2 separate regions of the Anser cygnoides genome follow, and region 2 is linked to region 1. The links are chromatin contacts, called in public Hi-C maps. All regions are on one chromosome and are shown on one strand. Each heading gives the region's core, a stretch centred on a gene start, on an enhancer-like site or on the middle of the called end of the contact. The rest is flanking DNA. Distances are from core to core; before and after follow the strand shown. Region 1 overlaps MBOAT2 (membrane bound O-acyltransferase domain containing 2). Region 2 holds the start of MBOAT2 (membrane bound O-acyltransferase domain containing 2).

Region 1 (3,779 bases), core at 661-3,160:
AGTACTTCCTCTGTTACTCTCAGTGCGTTAAAAAAAGTGTTTCATAAAAATTGCATTCCTCTTATTCCTCTTTAAGACGAATTCTAGCAATACTCAGTGTTATCCCAATTCCACATATAGCGAATTAAAAAATAAATAATTATGCAGGTCTGAATACTAAGCTCAGTGGATGCAAGGTCAATTCTTTGGCAAGCTCAGCTCTTTTAAAGCTGAGAGAAAGCACATTAGCAGAACATTTCAGTCACACAAATGCTCTTTATTTCTACAACTCTTACCCCAAGTGTTTTGTGAAAGATGTCCAGAAATGGCCAGTCATTATTTATATCTAAAACAAGTAGTTTAAACCAAATTGCATTATACGTTTCCACTTAGGAACGCAGACTGAGGCAATGATCCTACCTGGTTATGGACCGGTAAAACGTGCAAGAGTTTTAAAGGTACTGGCAGGTGGCTGTGGAATTGCTTAAATGCCTTACAACTTCTACAGCAAGTTAACTTTCTACAGTGAAATGACTGTCTTGGCAAACAAGCGGAGAGCAGTGGATATTATATACTTGGATTTCAGTAGGGCTTTTGACACCGTCTCCATAAGATCTTCACAGAGAAGCTGTTGACATATGGGCTGCATGGGCAGTGAGGTGGATCGAAAACTGCCTGAACAGCCAGGCCCAGAGCGTGGTGATCAGCGGCCTGTAGACTAGTAGGAGGCCCGTAACTCGTGGTGTACCTCAGGGGTCAATACGGTGTCCAGTCCTGCTCAACACCTTCTTTAACGATCTGAATGATGGGATAGTACCCTCAGTGTGGCTGCTGATCACACAAAACTGGGAAAAGTGCCTGATATGCCAGAGGGTCATGCTGCCATTCTGAGGGACCTCAACAGGCTGGAGAAATAGGCTGGCAAGAACCTCACGGCAACAAGGGAAAGTGCAAGGCCCTGCACCTGGGGAGGAACAACCCCAGGCACCAGGACGCGCTGGGGGCCACCCAGCTGGACAGCAGCTCTGCAGAAGAGGACCTGAGGGTCCTGGGCCTGGTAGGCCTCCAAGCACCGCTTCTAGCCTCAGGTCTTCTGTGATTCTGTTACGCAAATGTCCAATGACAAGAACACTTTTTTACATTTCATGTTCTTAAACACTGAGCAACCTCTGGATTACTATACTTTGACATCCTTATATAATCCAGTCATAAATTTGCATTAATGTGCATAGCCTAGACTCCAGGGCAAACAATCCTACTTCTGACATTCCCTGATGCTGGAGCACCTGTCTGCACACATTAACAGCTCTTTGAGAGTGGAAGCTGTTAAAAATGAAGAGTAGAAAAGCCTTACATTTCATAAAGGATTTCCTTTTTTCCATTTTCCTATAAAACTGTAGAGGTTCATACTCAGCATTAAACCTAATGCATTTTTACCAGAGAAAGTGGCCAAAGTCCTAAAAACTTAAGCAATGAACTTTGAAACATGGGTCCGCTCCAAAAAAGACTCAAAACCTGAATTCAGTTGCAAGCTAAATTTAAAGCTTTGATTAGTCAAACGTCAAATAGACTTTGACATCAAAACTCCACGTTCCGTGTGTCTGAATTTTGCCTAAGAATTTATTAATTAATATCCCCATCCAAACCACAGCTTCAGTGATAGAAAGGATGACAGAGACAGCAGGGCACACGCCTCGTCACACACCCTGTATGACAGCCGCTCTGCTACACGTGTCAGTAGTCCATATAATAGCTCCCAGCAGAAGATAGCTGAGACCCTTCTGCCCTGCTGTGACAAGCTGCAGAAACTGCTGACGAAGAAGGTGAGTTGAGCCAACTTGCAGAAGTGAAGGCCATCCAGCTGGCTTTAGATATTGCTGAACAAATTAAACAGGAAGTAGTTCATGCAGTAGCCCTCGGGCCAGTCTAGGCAGGGCAAGATGTTAAAAAAAAAAAAACATGCTGCACACCTCAGCTGGGGAGAGTGGCCCCAGCTGGAGCCTCTGGCAAAAAGAGGTGAGGGAGACTCAAGGTCAGCCCCTAGGGTTTTGGAGTCAGGCATACAGAGGATCCAAGGCCCACTATACTCCGCCTGAAAAAGAGGTGTTGGCAGTGTATGAAGGGCTTCAAACTGCTTCAGAAGTGATTGGTACTGAAGCACAGCTCCTCATGGCACCCCAGAAAGAATCGAGTCAGACAACAGGACTCATTTCCAAAATAACCTCATAGACACCTGGGCCAAAGAGCACAGTGCCAAGCGGGTATATTACATCCCCTAACATGCACCAGCCTCTGGGGAAAAAGAATTGAACATCACTGTTAAAGAGACTGCTCTGAGAGTAATGGGTGCTGGGACATCCAAACATTGGAACACACATCTGGCAAAGGCCCCCTGGTTAGTCAACACTACTAGGGGTCTGCCAACTGAGCTGGCCCTGCCCAATCAAACCTGTTACGTGCTGTGGAAGGGGAAAATGTCCCTGCAGTGCACATAAAGAACCTGCTGGGGAGGACAGCCTGGGCTATTCCTGCCTCAGGCAAGGCAAACCCATCCATGGGTCTGCTTTTGCCCAAGGACGTGGGTAATGCGGAAGGATGGGGAAGTCCAACATGCATCTCAAAGGGGCCTGATGCTGGGTGAGAATAGCCCATGATTTGAATTGTATGGTGCTAATTTGTGCTACATAATATCGTATGTCATCACTGCTATGGTTGCTATATGCCAAATCAATGGTATTACCGTAAAAATCACCCAGATCGATGAAAAATTGATTTTGACAGAACCAGACAAGCACAGCAGTGAGGGAAGCAGAACTGGCTTCAGCAACAATCTGATTGCTACAACAGATGTAGAGCCCAAAGTCATGGATTAAATGAACTCAAGAGACATTTTACAGGGATGGCTCATAGATTAAGGGAAAGTTATCTTTGTGTATGTAGCAAAGGACAGGAAAGGTGGGGGTGATTAATTGGGATGTAGTGGAAAGTGGGGGACCTGAGGATGATGGATAGTATGGAATAAGGGGTGGATATTGTCCTGGTTTTAGCTGGGATAGAATTAACTGTCTCCCTGCTAGTTGGTATGGTGCTGTGCTTTGGGTTTAGGGTGAGCATAACACTGATAGCACAGGGATGGTTGAGCTGTTGCAGAGCACTGCTCACACTGCCCAGGGCTGTTCTGCTCCTCGCGCTGCCCTGCCAGCCTGGCCCAGGCTGGCCAAAGGGGTGTCCCACTCCATGGGGTGTCACGCTCAGCGACAGAACTGGGGTGGAGGAGGAGGAAGGGAGGGATGTTCACAGCGATGGCATTTGTCTTCCCACAAAACCGTTCCACGCGCTGAGCCCTGCTCTCCGGGCAGGGGCTGACACCTGCCTGCCGAGGGGAAGCAGCAAACGGGTTCCCTGGTTTGCTCTGCTTGCACAGGCAGTTTCTGCTTGCCCCAGTAAGCTGTCTCTCAACCCTTGAGTTCTCACATTTTTACTTCTCCAATTCTCTCCCCCATCGCGCCTAGGGAGGGCAAGCGAGCAGCTGGGTGGTGCTGAGCTGCCTGCCAGGGCTAACCTACAACAGCATCTTATATGTTAGGACGCAACCATGCACCACAGCCAGGTTTGACGAAAGAGGCTTCTGGAGATTTATTGCTTTAGCACTGCAAGTTTGAACATGATACATAATTCTATGCAAAGACCTTCAGTAATAACTGAAAGATCAATACACACAGAAGTAAAAGATAGAAAACTTGGTGCTTCATCAAGTGAAACCTACCATTTCAAAATCGTATTTGCTTTACGTGCAAGTG
Region 2 (3,779 bases), core at 506-3,005, 55 kb after region 1:
CCTCATTCTCCCCCACGTTTGATTTGATTACACTGAACACATTTCACATTCTTTCTGTATTACAAGCTTACGATCAAGACAGACTCTTAAGCTGAGAGGTTACAGAAATCTGACTTTGAGTGTTGGGTTTTTCGCTTGTTTGTGATCACTTAAAGGTGCATTCCCCTCAGTGCTGCATAATCCTATAACTCTTCATTCCATGCTTCGGTCACAAGGCTCTTCGTACACACCTGGGCCTGTATTTTCTATGGTCCACTGATGTGGAAAAAACAAAACATGTATATTTTTAGCTGCTTATCAGGAAGTCTTTTAAACCATGCGGTTAGCCACCCTCCATTGTGATTATCCCCCAAAGCTTCAGAGCTTCAAGCACAGCGCTTTACAAAACCATCTTGCCTTTCCAGAGGCATCTGTTGCAACACATTCACTACAGGGACGTTTTCCAGGCTTTGATAAAAAGTAACTTCATTACCATCAAAATGCCATATCAGCAGTACTTCAAATAAATTGGGTAGAAGCAGCACCACGTCACGAAGCCATTAAATTTATGGCTGCTGTTATGAATAGATAATTACACGACACCAGCATCACGCCACAAAGAGACGGTCATCTCTTATTATTTCTTTTACGGTACCCTGATGGAGCTGCCCATTTAAAGGAAATAAACGTGTGGCACCTGCCTGGCAGGGCTCACAGTCCACACGTCGGAGGCACGGAGCCATGTGGCGCCACCGACCCAGGATGCGGGCAGCACTGCAACCTGTGCACCACATCCACTCCTCCACAACCAGCTTGGCTCAAATTCACCGGCTTTTGGCAGGTTTCTAGAAGAGACATTTCTGTAGGTGTACTTAACCTCAGGTTGTCTCACCTCCATTCGAACAAAAGGAAGAAAAGAGTAAAACATAGTTTGGGCACTCCCAGAAGTCACTAAACGTGCTCCTTGCTCTGCGTTCGGCATCCAATTGCTTTTTTCCACTCAGGAGGTGCATTTCATAGAGAGGAACCACCACCTCCCTCTACGTGAGGGAGCCTCCTGACCTGCTCCATTCATTCACACGTTAACACAGATTTTTTTTTTGCCCCTAAGAATGCCTCATATGAAGTTTCTCGGTGCTGTAAGAGAGGAGCCACTTCCAAGTTACTCACACATTTATAAGCCCGCATACATCCCGGGGGGCGACACCGCTCCCCCCACAACCACCCCACACCACCCCAGCCCCCCAAAAAAAACCAAAAAAATCCCTAAAAACCCCAAACCCCCGTTCCCCAGCCCTACCAAGCACCCCCAGGACCCCTCCTATCACACAATGCCCAGCCACCAGGGGCTGTGGCTCCGGGGGGGGGGTCACCCCACACACCCCCCGACCCCAAAAAACGACTCTATGATCCCGCTCACCCCCCTTCACCCCACAGCAGCCGTGCCCCGGGGTGGGAAGGGAGGCTGATGGGGGGGGGAGGCGATGAGGGGGCTCCGGGCTCGGTGCGTTGCCCCCCCCCGGTGCATCAGCGGCGGGGCTGGGCGCTTCCCTCCGCCTCACCTGGTCGACGGGCAGGCGCACGGCGTTGCTGAGGGGCTGCAGCAGCGTGGAGCCCGTGGTGCTGGTGGCCATGGTGCGGCGGCGGAGCCCCGCTCCCCGCGAGAGGAGGCCGGAGGCAGCGCTGCCCTCCCCGCCGCTAACGGCAACAACGGCGGCCGCGGCCCCGCACGGAGCCCTGACAACAAGGGGCCGAGCGCGGCCCCGCCGCAGACTGACGGCGCCGCCGGCCAATCGCAGAGCGGAGCCGCGGCGGAGTGACGGGAGGGCCCGCCCAATCGCGAGGCGGCGCTGAGGGGCGCGGGAGGGGCGAAGCGGCTGGGCGGGAGGGGGTTGTGGGGAGGGGGGAGATGGAGGCGGGAGGGGCGGCGGTGGGGGTGAGGGGAGGAGGTGCGCGCGGAAGGTGGCCGCGGGGAGGGGGCGGTGGCGACGTGTTTGGGGGTCGTGGGGATGGGTTTGGGATGGGGGTGGTTTGGGGATGGGGTGGGTGAGGTGAGGTGAAGCGCAGGGCGGCCCCGCCTTGGCTGCGGGACGCTGAGGTGGGGCTGCGCGCTGCGCGCAGGTAGCGCGCAGGGCCGGGGCGGCTGCCTCAGGGCGTCAGGTCTGGGGTGACAGCCCCTGGGTGTCAGCCCCCGTCCGGCTTCCCGTGTCCAGCGAGGGCTTCAGGCGGGCAGGGACCTCCCGAGGCCCCCGGCCCAGCCCCTGCTCCAGCAGGGCCACCCAGAGCAGGGTGCCCAGCACCACGTCCAGGCGGCTTCTGAATGTCCCCAAGGAGGAGACCCCACCGCCTCTCTGCGCCAGGGCACACCCGCCCAGCACAGAAGGGCTCCTGGTGTTCAAACGAAACCTCCCATGCTCCAGTTTGTGCCCACTGCCTCTTGTCCTGGCACTGGGCACCACTGGGAAGAGGCTGGGTCCATCTTTGCAGCCTTCCTTCAAGTATTGACAGACCCTGATGAGATCACCCTGGGCCTCCTCTTCTCCAGGCGGGGAGCAGTCCCAGCTCTCTTAGCGTCTCCTCACAGAGGACCTGCTCCAGTTGACAGTATCCTAAAGAGTTCTTGAAAAAATCCAAAAATGTTCCTACAACCACCCATTGATTTAAGGAGAGCTGTCTACCATGGCTATAAGCCACAGTTTTTAGTTTATTAAGGGCCTGTTTCTTACACACAGAAACCTGAAACACTACAATCTCAAGTGCTTTTCCAGTAGGTTCAGGCTAGCCGTAGTTTCCCTAAAGAATCACACCAGCAGTAATAAACGTGTGTGTAGCACAGCTCTTCCTCCTGCCCAGTGAATGCTCTGTGACATGAAACAAAGAGAAGTCTTCAGTGACTTGACGTGAGGACACGCAGCAAACGCTGCCAGATGATGTCGTGCAGCAGGGTATTAATTAAATGGTTCTGGTTTAGTACCCTGCCCTGCTTTTATATTACAGTTTTCTGTTGCGTTAGTGTTCAGGTTTTATAAAATCAACTATTACTTTTGTTCTAAATGATGTGGAGAAGGAGCTCCCAAAGGAACATACTGCCCTTATCTATAACCGCTCAAGAATCCTGAGTCTCTTGAGAGAAAACTGGTTATTCCTTGCACTTTATTAAACATTCTTTTTTACAATTATTGTGTATTTTATCTGTAAGCTATGCTATAACCAGTAGTGAGAATTTCATTTTAAGTATGTGAAAGATGAAATGCCTTGTCCCATATCATGCCAACAGCCTGAACCAGTCTGGAATAGCGTCGAGGTGGAGTGATTTGCATACCCATTTAAGTTCACAGTTAATGCTAATTGGTGGTAGCTGGAAAATGGAGGTAAGTGTAATTATCTGAAAACATCCGGTGTTTCTCATACTGAATTGAAGACCACACTCTGTACTTATGTTTTAGCTTCTGGTACGGTCTTTTGTCTGCATTTAAAGAGACTGGTTAATAGGTACAAATAAGTGGTTTTAATTAGATTTCTTCACTGCGTGACAGGCAATTACAATTGCGGTAGCATCTGCAGCTTCAGAAGAAATTGCATGATGTTTTTGTAGTAAAGGAAAGAGAGTTGCTTTCAGAAAGGGAAAAAAAAAATAATAACCCCCACCTTCTCCCAATTAATTCTGAATCAGGTCCTTAAATCTGAACCTGCAAATGTGTATACATGTGAGTAACTTTAGGGGAGTTCAGTACCACTAGGCTCAGTCTGCATTAGCCTATACATATGTATATATGCATATAAAGACTAAGCTCATTGTA

The links. A called contact is a pair of places that touch in the nucleus more often than the background predicts.
Region 2: a contact with region 1 is called in a Hi-C map of liver, with 1.6 times the contacts expected there. The contact joins the promoter of MBOAT2 here to the enhancer-like site in region 1. A contact is called at or near these places in 3 of 7 Hi-C or Micro-C datasets (all in liver).

Annotation. Positions count from the first base shown.
Region 1 is chr3:106,344,956-106,348,734 of Taihu_goose_T2T_genome, forward strand. The region is part of intron 3 of MBOAT2 (membrane bound O-acyltransferase domain containing 2); the gene reads right to left. Among named protein-coding and RNA genes, the nearest start is that of KIDINS220, 47 kb to the left of the region's middle. Within about 2 kb of position 1,911, at least 1 of the 3 cell types and tissues checked has open chromatin away from gene starts, as enhancers often do. A contact at or near this core is called in liver, where this site is marked.
Region 2 is chr3:106,400,146-106,403,924 of Taihu_goose_T2T_genome, forward strand. MBOAT2 (membrane bound O-acyltransferase domain containing 2) reads right to left here and starts at 1,756. Exons shown (of 13, transcript XM_048071344.2): 1 at 1,542-1,756. The coding sequence starts at 1,613. LOC125183647 (a long non-coding RNA gene) reads left to right here and starts at 2,613. Exons shown (of 2, transcript XR_007165980.2): 1 at 2,613-3,350.